2 separate regions of the Oryctolagus cuniculus genome follow, and region 2 is linked to region 1. Evidence: chromatin contacts called from public Hi-C data. All regions are on one chromosome and are shown on one strand. The core of a region is the stretch at or near the end of the contact, and the rest is flanking DNA. Distances in the headings are between cores, read along the strand shown. Region 1 holds the start of RAD54L (RAD54 like). Region 2 overlaps PIK3R3 (phosphoinositide-3-kinase regulatory subunit 3).

Region 1 (6,705 bases), core at 769-3,268:
CTCTCTCAAGTACATGCTGCACCGTTCTGTTTGTTTGTTTTGATTTACATACGTCCTGCTCACAGCCCTTCCCGGCAAGCGTCCAAGGCGGGGAGGGGAGCACAGCCCAAAACAGAACGCGCTGTACTTGAGTATGAACAGGAATTGGAGGGTACAACGCCTCTAGGCCCACGTGAGCTCAGGATCCTAAAGTAAGCTCACAATACTCTACTGTGACCCCTGGCTGAGGACAAAGAGTAAAAGAGCAGGCTGCTGGCTGCTGTGTGGTGGAGCCCATCTTTTCCCAACGAAGTCAAAGAGCCCAACCCAAAGCTCTTTTGCTTTGGGACACTCCTCCCCACCAGGAAAATTAAGGATATATTAGCTGGGGCTGGCGCTATGGCAAAGCGGGTAAAGCCACCGCCTGCAGTGCCACATCCCATATGGGTGCTGGTTCAAGTCCCGGCTCCTCCACTTCCTATCCAGCTCTCTGCTATTGCCTGGGAAACCAGTAGAAGATGGCCCAAGTCCTTGGGCCCCTGCACCCACGTGGGAGACCCGGAAGAAGCTCCTGGCTTCAGATCAGCATAGCTCGGCTGTTGTGACCAACTGGGGAGTGAACCAGCAGATGGAAGACCTCCCTCTCTCTCTCTGCCTCTACTTCTGTGTGTAACTCTGACTTTCAAATAAATACATAAATCTTTAAAAAAATAAAAAGTATATATTAGCTTCTAGGGATTACTTGAAGACAAAGATTTCATTAATCGTGTTCAATGTCTAGCACATAGTAAACACTCATTAAAAGTTTACTGAATATATATAGGGGCAGTGCTCTGGCACGGCTTAAGCTGCCACCTGGGACACCAGCATCCACGTCAGGGTGTCAGTTTGTTCAAGTCCCAGCTGCTCTGCTTCTGACCCAGCTCCCTGTGAAGGCGCCTGAGAAAGCAGCAGGTGGCTCAATATCTGAGCCCCTGACACCCAGATGGGAGACCCAGAAGGTGTTTCGGGCTCCTGCATTTGTCCTGGCCCAGCCCTGGCCATTGCAGCCGTTTGGAGAGTGAGCCAGCAGACAGAGGATCTCTTTCTCTCTCTCTCTCTCCCTCTGTCAGTCTTTCAAATACATAAATTAAAAAAAAAAATTTACTGAACATATGAAAGGCTTCTGGGGGTGACTAGGAAACTCCAGAAACCAAGCCCAGGCTTCCTTTGCGCCCACTGGAGTACTCACCACGGTCTCAGGCTGCCAGTCTGCATCGTCAGGGCATCTGCCCTCCGGCTTTCTCTTAGCCAGCTGGCTGGGAGCCAAGCTCCTCCTCTGCAAGGTAAAAAGGAAAATTGAAAACCTACAGGGATCCTGAAGCCCGGGCCCACTACAACAGCCTATCTTTTCCCTTAGGCGCACACTCACCATCCTGGGCCCAGGAGCACAAGTCAAGAGCCCATTAGCCAAAGGTCAAAGGCGCCGGCAGCTGAGAATGCAGAGCTAGGGCCTGCTACGGAGGAGGCTGCTAACTACAGAGGGGACATGGTTGGAATGAATTCGGCCACGGGCTAGAGCCCGGGCCCAAAGTGTGCAAGTGTGTCTGCTGCCAGTTAAGCGAGGCGGAAGACTAGGCCAGAGGGAGGGTCCCGGCAGCGTTAAGAGTGGGGTGGGGGAGGGGTGGAGTCCCAGGCCGGACAGAGTAGAATCAGGATGATGGTCCCAGTCAGGGTGTCGGAAGGAGATTGTTGCGGGGCTAAAGCAGTCACGGGCAAGGACAGAGAAGCTGAGGTTCAAGTCCAAGGCTTCAGGGCCAGGCACCGAGTCCGGAGAAGGAGTTTCCCGGGTTGGAACGCGGATACGAAGCCCGGACTGAGAGAGGTCCAGCAGGGACCCCAAAGGAACCAGTAAAAGACCCAGTTTGGGAAAAGAATCCCAGGAGGGAAAGAAAAGAGCAGCAGGGACGGACTCAGGCCTACGCAGCTCCCCGGTAACCCTCCTCTTGCCAAAGCGCGCGTTAACAGCCGCCCGGACTTCCCGACCCGCCAGGCCGGGTCAATCGAACCTCCCGCCGCGTTGCCGCCGCATCACCCATTGGCTACGTTCGATGCGTTCGGCGCTCGCGACAGAGGAAGGGGCGGGCCTAGGTGCAGCGGCTGCGAAGGTCTGGGTCCTAGAGCTGCAGATCGGTCAGGGAGTGGGGCGCTGGGTGGGAGCGCGGGCCGTGCGGCGCCGGGAGCCGGCTGGGCTGGGTGGGCCAGGCCCCGCGGAATCAGAGCCGAACGGGGTGCAGTTCCGCCGGCTATTGTCCCAGGCAGGAGAGCTGTCCCCGCAGCAACTTAAGGGACGATTTAGAGCGCGGAATGTGCACAGAAGCCTGGCGATTATGAAAAGCCGCAAATTTCTGCGCGTTTTGGTCGTGCTCAGGGCAGATCGCATCTTCCCTGGGTCATACCTGGAGCGAAGGACCCAGAGGACCTGATTTTCTCGGTTTGGAGGGTTTTGGTTTTGGTTGTTTTATTGTTTTTTTTTGTTTTTTTTTTTTTGTTTTTTTTCAGATTTATTTACGGGGACCGCTTTAAGCCTCTGCCGGCGATGCCGGCATGCAATATGGGCGCGGGTTCCAGACCACCTGCTCCACTTCCAATCCAGCTCCCTGCTACTGTGCCTAGGAAAGCAGCAGAAGTTGGCCCAATTGCTTGGGCCCCTGGAGACCCAGAAGAACCTCCTGGCTCCGGATTGGTCCAGCTCCAGCCCTTTCGGCCATTTGGGGAGTGAACCTAGAGATGGAAGATGTCAGCTCTCCGTCTCTATAACTCTGCCTTTCAAATAAAAAAAATCTCAAATATTTATTTGAAAGTCACAGAGAGATAGGAGGAGAGACAGAGACTTTCCATCTGCTGGTTCACTCCCAAGATGGGAGCTTTTTCATTCTGCCACGTGGGTGCAGGGGCCTAAGCACTTGGGCCATCTCCCGCTGTTTTCCCAGGTGCATTAGCAGGGAGCTGGATCGAAGCAGCCAGGACTCAAATGAGCCCCTGTATGGGATGCCAGCATTGAAGTCAGGGGTTTTCTTTTTTCTAGCCCAAACAGTGTTGGTGTTAGGCTTTAGGATTTTAGGGTTCGAATAAGCATCCAGATGACTCACTAAGGCAGAAAATATTTTTATTTTAGGGAGCACAGAATAGGTGGTTAAAGAGAGGGTTCAACCTGTCAGGACAGAGGGTGGGGGTTTGAAGTCAGGCTTCATTCCACTAGGGCAGCAGGCAGAGTGCCTTCTTGGTAAGGCATGTGGATGTTCTCAGAGTGCCGCGTGGGCCCTGATCAGGGAGATAGGGGACCTGCAGAAAGGCTGGGAGTCTTGGCAGTTTGGAATGTCCCAGGTGAGGGGCTTTGCCTGGCAATAAAAATTCCACTAGCCTTTAGACTAACCGTGCCCAGTGTCACTGGGTTTGGGGTCAACTATCTGTGCCTTAGTGGCCTAATGGGTTCTAACAGGAGTCAGCAAGACCTAGCCCAGGTGCTTGCTAACAATGGCAATGGTGCACACATGTGATTTACCACCCCGCACTCGTGAGCTCAGCTGTGATTATTTACTGCTCACAACTGCGAGATAGGTTTGTTAATGCCCCTGTTTTAAAAGTGAGGAAATAAGGTTAGAGAGGCCCCAGGTCATGCACCTGTTGATTATAGCCAGGATTTGAACTCAGGCTCCAGAATGCTTGCTCTCACCCAGCAGAACGAGGTGAAACTTGAAGTGTTTGCAGTTTTTCAGATTGTCTAACATTAGGTAGCTATGTTAATACTTACTAAGAATTCAGATTGAGAAAAACACACCCAACCAATTATGGAATTTTGGGAGGCTAGACCCTTTCTTTTGCAACCTCTGTAGGCAATTGATCAGGAATGCTTCCTGTTGCAATCTGGCTCCTTCCCAACTGGGACACCTACTTACAAATCCCCATCCAACCCCAGTAATTTGCATAACTCCCAGGGTCTGTGCTGTGGGTCCTGAACCTTAGCTTTGCTTCATAGTAAATCTGCCTCTAGGAGGAGGCTTTGTGGCGCAGAGGTCAAGTGACCTTTCGGGACCTGCATCCCACATGGAGCGCTGGTTCAAGTCCCAGCACTACTGCTTCTGATCCAACTTCCTGCTAATGCATTCTGGGACACAGCAGTTGATGGCTGAAGTCATCCACATGGGAGACTCAGATGAAGTTCCAGCATCCTGGCCTAGCCCTGTGGCAGGCCTTAGGCTGGTGGGGTGACCCAGCAGATGGTTGACTTCTCTCTCTTTTTCTTTCTTCCCCCTTATCACTCTGCCTTTCAAATAGATGAAAAAAAATTTTTTTGAAAGAGAGAGGGGCCAACACTGGTACAGCGGGTTAAGCTGCCATCTACAGCGCTGGCATCCCATATAGGTGCCAGCTGAAGTCCCAGCTGCTCTACTTCTGATCCAGCTAATGCCCTTGGGAAAGCACCAGAGGATGGCCCAAGTCCTTGGGCCCCTGTACCTATGTGGGAGACCCAGATGAAGCTCCTGGCTCCTGGCTTTGGACTGGCCCAGCTCTGGGTATTGATGCAATTTGGGGAGTGAACCAGCAGATGGAAGATTTCATGCTCTTTCTCTGTCTCTGTCTGTAACTCTGCCTTTCAAATAAATAAATCTTTTTTTAAAAAATTGTTCAGACTAAAGGGACTGACACCATCTCATCTACAGGAAGGAATGAAGATCACCAAAAATGGTAACTATGTAACCCATGTTGGGGTGGTAGGCACCTAAAAAGATACTCAGTGGCACAATGCGGTAAAGCCCCAGCCTACAGTGTTGTTGAAGGACTGTTGAAGTCCTAGCTGTTCCATGCATCTGGGAAAGCAGTAAAGGATGGCTCAAGTCCTTAGACCCCTGCACCCATGTGGGAAACCCAGAAGAAGCTCCTGGCTCCTGACTTTGAATCAGCTCAGCTCCAAGCGTTGCAGCCTTTTGGGGAAGTGAACCAGGGGATGGAAGACCTTTCTCTCCGTCTCTCCCTCTCTCTCTCTCTAACTCTGCCTCTCAAATAAATAAATAAATAATCTTAAAAAAAAAAAAGATACATCATAATCTCTGGATCCTGACTGTGAAAAGTTAAATCGCTAAGGAGAATCACAGCTGCAGATGGTGTTAAGGTTGTTCACCATCTCACCTTTAGACGAGGAGAAGATTCTGGATTATCTCAGTGGGCCCAACATAGTCTTAAAAGGGTCCTTTTAAGAGGAAGGAGGCAGAAGAGTCCATGTCAGAGAGAGAAGGGAGTCTGTTAGTAAAATGGTGCCATCTTATTCATGCTATGCGCCAGACATCTTACCTTGCAGAGTAATCTTCAGTCCTAAGCCTCATGGCCTAAGCACAGGCGTGAGCTCCACCCCCACCCTAATGGGACTCACAGCTTCCACTTTCCTGCCCCCCAGCAAATGTATAACAGGACCTGCTTCCAGCAACATGCTCTCTCTCTCCTGATCCCTCTGTCGCTTTCTCTCTGGTCCTCTTCCCCCTGGCCATATCAGGCTTCTCTCACCCGACAATAAACCTTTCCCTTAACTCTGGTGTTTGGTGTGTTTTGTGGCAGCTTCACACCCCTAGATTCTCCAAAGGACAATACAACCCAACTGGCACTCTGGTATTGACCTTTGGAGATCTGGTTCAGACCAGGTAGCCATAGAAAACTAATATTGCGAGTTAATATAAAAGTCTGTCTTTAAAAAAAAAAAAAAACTTTTCTTCAGGATCAGCATTGTGGCACAGCAGGTTAAGCCACCACCTATAATGCCAGCATCCCACATGAGTGCCAATTCGAATCCTTGCTACTCTGCTTCCGATCCAGCTCCCTGCTGAGGCACCTGGGAAAGCAGTAGAACATTGCCAAAGCACATGGACCCCTGCCACCCATGTAGGAGACCTGATGGAGTTCTAGGCTCCTGGCTTCCAACTGGACCAGCCTGAGCTGTTATAACCATTTGGGAAGTGAACTAGCAGAAGATCTCTCTCTACTCCCCTCCCTATGTCTCTCCCTCTCTCTCTGTAATGCTGCTTTTCAAATAAATAAATCCTTATTTTAAAATCTTTTCTTCTCGGGCCGGTGCCGTGGCTCAATAGGCTAATCCTCCACCTTGCGGCGCCGGCACACCGGGTTCTAGTCCCGGTTGGGGCGCCGGATTCTGTCCCGGTTGCCCCTCTTCCAGGCCAGCTCTCTGCTGTGGCCAGGGAGTGCAGTGGAGGATGGCCCAGGTGCTTGGGCCCTGCACCCCATGGGAGACCAGGAAAAGCACCTGGATCCTGGCTCCTGCCATCGGATCAGCGCGGTGCGCCGGCTGCAGCGGCGGCCATTGGAGGGTGAACCAACGGCAAAGGAAGACCTTTCTCTCTCTGTCTCTCTCTCTCTCACTGTCCACTCTGCCTGTCAAAAATTTAAAAAAAAAATCTTTTCTTCTCTTGAGCCATTTAAAATCCAAAAGGGACAGATCTTCAGCACAGCAGTTAAATCACTGCTTAGGACACTCACAACCATACTGGAGTGCATGACATTTAGGGAGTGAGCCCGTGGATGGGCACACTCTCTGTCCACCTCTGTTTCTCTCTTGGTCTGTCTCTCTGCCTCTGCTCAATTTTTTTTTTTTTCATGTAAAATATATCTCTTTCTTGATGCCGACATCACACTCCAGTTCCTGCTTAGATTTGCTTTTGGCAACGTGGTTGGAATGTA
Region 2 (6,848 bases), core at 907-3,406, 250 kb after region 1:
AACTTTCATATGGAAATGCAAGAGACCCTGAATATTCACAATAATAGAAAAAAGAAAACAATAGAAAAAATAGTAGTAGTCACATCTCATAATTTCAAAATTTACTACAAAGCTGAATTAATCCAGACTGTGAGGTGCTGACATAAGGATAGTTCTATAGATCACTGAATAGAATTGAGTTGACAAACAAGCCTTTCCCTCTTTGGTTAATTATTAGCATGTAGTTATATCCGTGGCCAAGTACGAGGAGTTGGGGGCAGTGCAATTTTGCAAGCTTTGATTGACAGGACACTTCCATGCATAACAATTACTCTCCCACTTTGGGCCACTCATTGTCCTTTCACATGCTGTTCTGTCCCTCACCATTTCTCCTGTGGTGTTTCATTGCAGCGCTGACGGGGAGGTGAAGCACTGTGTGATCTACAGCACCGCGCGGGGCTACGGCTTTGCAGAGCCCTACAACCTGTACAGCTCGCTGAAGGAGCTGGTGCTCCATTACCAGCACACGTCCCTGGTTCAGCACAACGACTCCCTCAACGTCAGGCTCGCCTACCCCGTCCACGCACAGATGCCCTCGCTCTGCAGATAAAGAGGGAGTGGGGAGAGAGGTGGCTCTCTAGCATTTTTTTTCTACAGTTTTTATTCGACTCCGATGAGGGCATTCTTTCTACGTAGACTGCTTGTTTTGCACAAGAAGTGATTCTGTGAATGTGAAGTGGAGAGGCCGAACAGCAGCTGGCCAGTGTGGGGGCCTAAGAGGCCTGGGGTTCTGTGGGACTCGGCTGTGCTGCCACATGGACATAATCAACTGGAAGCAGATGTGGTTTGTGGAAGGTCTGTTTCATTGGGATTTTTGTTTCTGGTTAGCCAGGCACTCTCAACAGAACATGGTGGGCTGGATGGGGGTAGGATTTGAGGGTTGCATTTGGAAGCCTCTGCAGAGTCCATGGCCTCTTTTGAGCACCATCTCTGAGGTGCCACAGGGCCATGGGTCTGTTGGGAATTCTGTTTTGCTCTGACAGTCTTTCTTCTCTGTAGAAGTCTGACAGTCTTCTTCCTGTAGAAAGCTGTTTTGATTTCGTAGTAGAATGGGATTTGGTGAAAAAAACAACCAAAGGAAAATGGGAAGGCTTGGATTTCATTTAAAGACTAAGCCAAGGGAGTAAAAATGTTCAACAGAAGGTACTTCTTTCTTACCAACATAATTTAGGCTTCAGCATCTCACTAGCTCCTCCCTCTAAGAAGCATTATTTTCAGAAACCAACAAAACAGTATTTGTGATGGGAGAAGGTGGCACTAGTGGCTGAATGCACATTTCTGTACCAAAACTTGAAAAGGACAACTAGAATCTATGAGTTTTAGCAAACACTAAGATTGATCAGTGAACTCCTTCTGCCCTGCCATTGTTTCTCAACATTTTCTTTTTCTTTTTTTCAGTAGGGATGGTGAGATAAAATGAAGTTGGTGCTTATGTGGTATTTCCTTAGCCTAAAGAATGATCTGTTGTTTGAAACTTTTGTAACTTGTTTGAGTAAAGAAAAGGTGCAATCCAGTGCTTGTAGATGGCTTCATATACCAAATGACAACCCAGAACAGCAGTCCTACACGTGCTTCCTCGAGTTTAAAGGCCCTGCAGGAACAGTAGATATCCTTTAATTTTCCTTTGTCTGCCTCTCCTTTGCTGGGTAGGGTGTTGGGAACCACAGGAAGCTAAGAAGGGGAATCGGACTGTGGTGAGGGACCTCCGTAAATCAGACCCTGGGGCCCTGGTGTCCAGGGTCAGGGTCATACCACATTACACACGTGCTTCCATACCGTGGTTTCTGAAGCTTCTGCAAGGAGAGAAGATGGCCTGTGGTTTAGACTTAGTAGACGCCATCTGGAAGCCTTTCTCTGCCTGTTTCGTGATCCTGCCATTGAGGCGATGTGCAGTCTGCCCTTATGCTCCAGTGGTTGTGACTTTAGCCGGGGAGCTTCTGCCCCATGTGGTCTGAGCCTTCCAGCTGAGTGAAGCTGGCGAATGGGGGCAGGGAGGGGCGCAGGCATCCACCCTGATTCCATTGTGCCCCACACTCATTAGTCAGAACTCATTTGACAAATAGAGTCCAGCTGCCTGCCAGCCCAGCCTGGAAGCATAATGGGCTCAGAGTGAGTCAGCTGTTTGAGCCTAAAGCTGTGCAGTGAGGCGTCCCAGCTGAGTCAGAGAAGCAGCCAGTCCCTGGGTCTTGGTTCATAAGGCTTACAGCTAGGAAGGCTCAAATCTGGGGGCTGAAAGAAAGCAAGTCCTACTTTTCCCTGAGCACTCGGGTGACAGGGTCTACAAGGGACCACAGACAGACAAATTGTTGAAGAGACCTCCAGAGCTGCGGCAGTGATGCAGGCCAGGAAAGGGCGCCTTGGCTGTCCTGGTCCCTGTTGCTGTTTCAGGACTGGGTAAGGCAAAGACACATGAAGCCTCCTCTGTGTCACAGATAGCGGGCGCCCCCCTTCCCCAGACTGCAAGATGAAATCTTAAAGTGTTACTGTAATGCCAAGCTAATTGCTGCAGGACACACCTGAGTGGCTTGGCACCTGCTTAAGCAGTGGGATGCTCAAGATTGGGTGCAAGGACTCCCTCCTCTCTGGTACTAAAACGTTAGCATGTTCTACTGTCTCTTTCAGAAGAAACCAAATGGGACTGAGGATACATATTTCAGTGTTGAACAGTGTGGCTCCACCGTGCTGGGCAGACACTGACGGGGTGTGGGGAGACAGCGAGCCCCATCTTGTTACTGAACTGGGGATGGCTTGTGGATACAGGCTGTCCCCCACCCCACCCTCCCAGGCCCCTGGGCCATACACACATCCCTTCACTTTCCTTTCTTATTTTTTGTTATTAGAATCATTGCTTTGTGGGATCCAAGACCCAGGGATCATTTGAGAAGTTGGAAGTTATCTTTTCTGAACCTTGTCACATGATTGGCTTGCTCCTAAGCAAATGGAAATGGCACAGGGACCAGTCTGCTAACCACTGGGCCTGGTATGTGGGGGGCAGTGCGCTGCTCCGCTACCCGCAGCTTGGGAACAGGTGGCAGCCTTCTTCATGTGAGTGGAGGTCTGTGTTCTGTCCCACGATCTGGACCCTGGGGCTCCCTCTCTCTCGGTATTGTAACTGCAGTCTCACTGAGGCAGAGGATAAAGAGACAGATCAAGACTAGAGGGACTCACTATTCTCCTGGCTAAGAGAAGCCAACCAGCAACAGGAAACCAGCTTGGGGCTGGCCGGACACGGGCCCCAGGCCCATTTTCTTCATGTGGAGCTTTCATTACCAAACGGTGCCATCTCTGGCATCAGCTTGGCCGTGGCTCAGGGCTGGAGGGGTTGCCCAAGTCCTATCCAGTGATCTGGCCAAGGACGAGGACTTCCTAACACCCCACTCTGCCCTTTGCAAGCCCCGCTGGGCTCTCCCTCTCACTGTGGGCCTCGTATGCTCTGAAGCAGCGTTGAGAGCCAGTGTGGTTCTGCCACGAGTCTCTTCTTGCTGCAGGGAGTCAGCCCTGTTTGTTCTTGAGCCAGGAATTGCACATAGGCAGCTCCTGATTTCTAGGTCCCTGCTGCCGGCTAAGAACCCAGAGTCAGTCTCTGTGAGGGGTCGGAGGCCTCAGAAACCAGCGGTCCGGATAGGGGCTTGCCTGGGCCCTCTGCTGCCAACTGCTCAGCCTCGCGTTAGCTCCAGCCACTTGTGACAGCCCACCTCGTTTCCTTACTAATTCCAATTCCAGCATGTGACTTTGGTGCCCTGTTGTTACTTGTGAAAAATCTTCTGTTGTCTTTGATGTAGTCAAAAAAATTTCATGTAGTTTTCGTAAATATCTGGTTCACAAGGAAGCCACCTTGTATGTCTTGTGTTGGGACAGTTCATGATGTAGTTCCTAGACCACTTTTGCAAATTGTTCTTGTCACCAGGTGTGTTCAGACATTGCTGTGCAGTTGTGGGGGAGGGAGGGGGAAGGTGAGGGGTGGTACTTTCTGGTCGTTTTGTTTTTTACCTTCCCCAAGAGGGGGACAGTCTGGCCAACTTGCTCCAGTAACGCAATAAAGACGTTGCAATAAAGCACCTTTGTTTTCATGCTGTGGAGGGGTGGGGTGAAGACAAGCCCTTGAAACTCCCAAGGAGCCGGCGCTGTGGTGTACCAGGTAAAGCCGCCGCCTGCAGGTCCGGCATCCCATATGGGCGCTGGTTCAAGTTCTGGCTGCTCCACTTCCGATCCAGCTCTCTGCTATATCCTTGGAAAGCAGTGGAGGATGGTCGAAGTCCTTGGGCCCCTGCACCCGTATGGGAGACCCAGAAGAAGCTCCTGGCTCCTGGCTTCGGATCAGTGCAGCTCCAGCCATTGCAGCCATCTAAGGAGTGAACCAGTGGATGGAAGACCTCTCTCTCTTTCTGCCTCTCCTTCTCTATATAACTCTTTCAAATAAATAAAGAATTCTTAAAAAAAAAAAAAAAATAGAAGTTCCTAAACTTTCTCTACAAGAAGCAGCAAAAGACAGTCCTGGAGCTGAACTGGGGCCAGCAGAGGTGCTCTGCCCCTGAGAGGAGGCCGTGCGTCCTCCTAGAGTCCCGTCCGCCCGACACAGGACGCAGCAGAGCCAGGCGTTCAGAGAAAGCCAAATCTGAGCAGCCCCCTCCCCACTCCGCCCACTCCTGACTCCTAAGTCCAGTTTATTGGTTCTTAAAACATAATTTCTGCCCAGAAGTGACGGTTTCCATATTCTATCATATCCTGTTCTGGCAGCAGGGGAAATGGGTTGAGGCTTACAAAGCCTGTCCCCTTCTTGTGAACACAGCAAATTTGAGAACCTCTTGCGGTATAGGACACCGCAGCTCACCCATGTGTACTCATAAAATCAGACTGGGTAGGGGAACACTCAGTTATTCTAAATGGCCCTGCCTGTGGCCTTCCACCCTACCATATACATAGCTACAAGCACCTCCTAAGGCTACTGGAACTATGGATGGAAGATTGCCCTTAATCCCGAGGTGTTCCCACTTCTGTGTTTAGAACTCATATTCCCATCACCTGCCCAGGCCTCTTTTGCACTCTGCTGGCTGCATGTCGCCATGGGAACCTGAGTGTCCCACAGGCACTTCAAACTTGTGTACTGCACAGAGAAAAGCTAAGGTTGGCCATGAACTCCATTCCCTTCCTACCACCAAACCCACCATCGTGTCTGCCCACGTAACTCCTCTCTGTCCCGCCTGTCCTTGAACTAAAGCCGATACCTCCACACATCTTTGGGATTCTGTTTTCTCTCACTTTTACAGAAAGTTCCTGTGATCGGTTCTTTCCTCTTCGCTGGATCACCCCACTGACTTAAGAGTGTGTGTCTCCTGCTTCCCCACACCCTAGTCAATACCAAATCTGTTTCTTTTCAAAGCCAAGCCTTTGCCAAGAGCTTCCAAGGTCTGTTTCCGTACCTCCAGCGTTTCAGCGTAGCGTCCATCGTCACTTGAGACTGCTCTCCTTGGTGCCGCCTTCGCTAAGCAGCAGTCTCCACGCAAGACCGCGCCCCATCTGACCCCGTCACGACCCGCTCACCTGGCTTTCCTCAGACATCTGTTCCTCTTAACTCTCCTTTTCCAGGCTTCTTTTCACTTATGCCTTTTTTTCCTGGCAGCTTTCTGCACACCTAAGAATCCACCTAGCATTTCAAGGCCAATTAGGTCTCCTGCCTGGGCGTCTACTGGCAAATACCTCAGACTCAGCACACTGAACACAGCACTGAGGGCAAGGTCACCACCGGCCCTGTTCTCTTCCACTGTTTCTATTTCAGTGAACAGAAATACAATCCATCCTGTTACAGCCTCATTAATTTTACCTTCTGAATATCAAAACATCACTTTTTTTTTGACAGGCAGAGTGGACAGTAAGAGAGGGAGAGACAGAGAGAAAGGTCTTCCTTTTGCCGTTGGTTCACCCTCCAATGGCTGCCGCGGCCGGCGTGCTGCGGCCAGTGCACTGCGCTGATCCGATGGCGGGAGCCAGGTGCTTCTCCTGGTCTCCCATGGGGTGCAGGGCCCAAGCACCTGGGCCATCCTCCACTGCACTCCCTGGCCACAGCAGAGAGCTGGCCTGGAAGAGGGGCAACCAGGACAGAATCCGGCGCCCTGACCGGGAGTAGAACCCGGTGTGCCGGCGCCACAAGGCGGAGGATTAGCCTAGTGAGCGGTGGCGCTGGCCAAAACATCACTTCTAACTTCGCTGTTACACTACCATCTCTAACCTTAATCCTGGAAGGCCTCCCTTTTCCAGTCTTGCCTGCCTCAAATCCATTCTCATTATAGCAACAAGTTATCTTTCCAAAATACAAATCCGAGCCTGTGCCAAACATGACTTTTTAATTGTTCTTTGATCACAAATGTTATGAAATATTCTGGCTTCTCCCGGATTCAGGCTCTCATCCCCCTCTTTGTTTTTATTGGCTCAGTCTCCCCATCTTGGGCCTTTTGTCTGTACTTTCCCTGGACAACCCTCACCTGTAGCTTTTGTTTGTTTTTGTGAGAGACAGAAAGGTCTTCCTTCCGTTGGTTCACTCCCCAAATGGCCACCACGGCCAGCATTGCGCCAATCCGAAGCCAGGAGCCAGGAGCCTGGTCTCCCATGCGGGTGCAGGAGCCCAAGCACCTGGGGCATCCTCAATTGCCCTCCCGGGGCACAGCAGAGAGCTGGACTGGAAGAGGAACAACCAGGACTAGAACCCAGTGCCATGTGGGATGCCAGTGCAAGTTACACACACACACTGGGGGGTGGGGGGGGTCCATCCGTTGGTTCACTCCCCAATTGCTGGAGCTGTGCCAATCCAAAGC

The links. Hi-C and Micro-C count contacts between places; a contact is called where the count stands out from the background.
Region 2: a Hi-C map of embryonic fibroblasts shows a contact between it and region 1, with 2.8 times the contacts expected there. The contact joins the enhancer-like site here to the promoter of RAD54L in region 1. A contact is called at or near these places in 2 of 6 Hi-C or Micro-C datasets (ear pinna and embryonic fibroblasts).

What each region holds. Positions count from the first base shown.
Region 1 is chr7:126,523,107-126,529,811 of mOryCun1.1, forward strand. RAD54L (RAD54 like) reads right to left here and starts at 2,019. Exons shown (of 18, transcript XM_051856519.2): 1 at 1,391-2,019; 2 at 1,211-1,297. The coding sequence starts at 1,393.
Region 2 is chr7:126,770,380-126,777,227 of mOryCun1.1, forward strand. PIK3R3 (phosphoinositide-3-kinase regulatory subunit 3) reads left to right here. Exons shown (of 12, transcript XM_051857838.2): 12 at 391-4,094. The coding sequence ends at 589. Among named protein-coding and RNA genes, the nearest start is that of PIK3R3, 150 kb to the left of the region's middle. Within about 2 kb of position 2,157, at least 2 of the 8 cell types and tissues checked have an H3K27ac peak or open chromatin away from gene starts, as enhancers often do.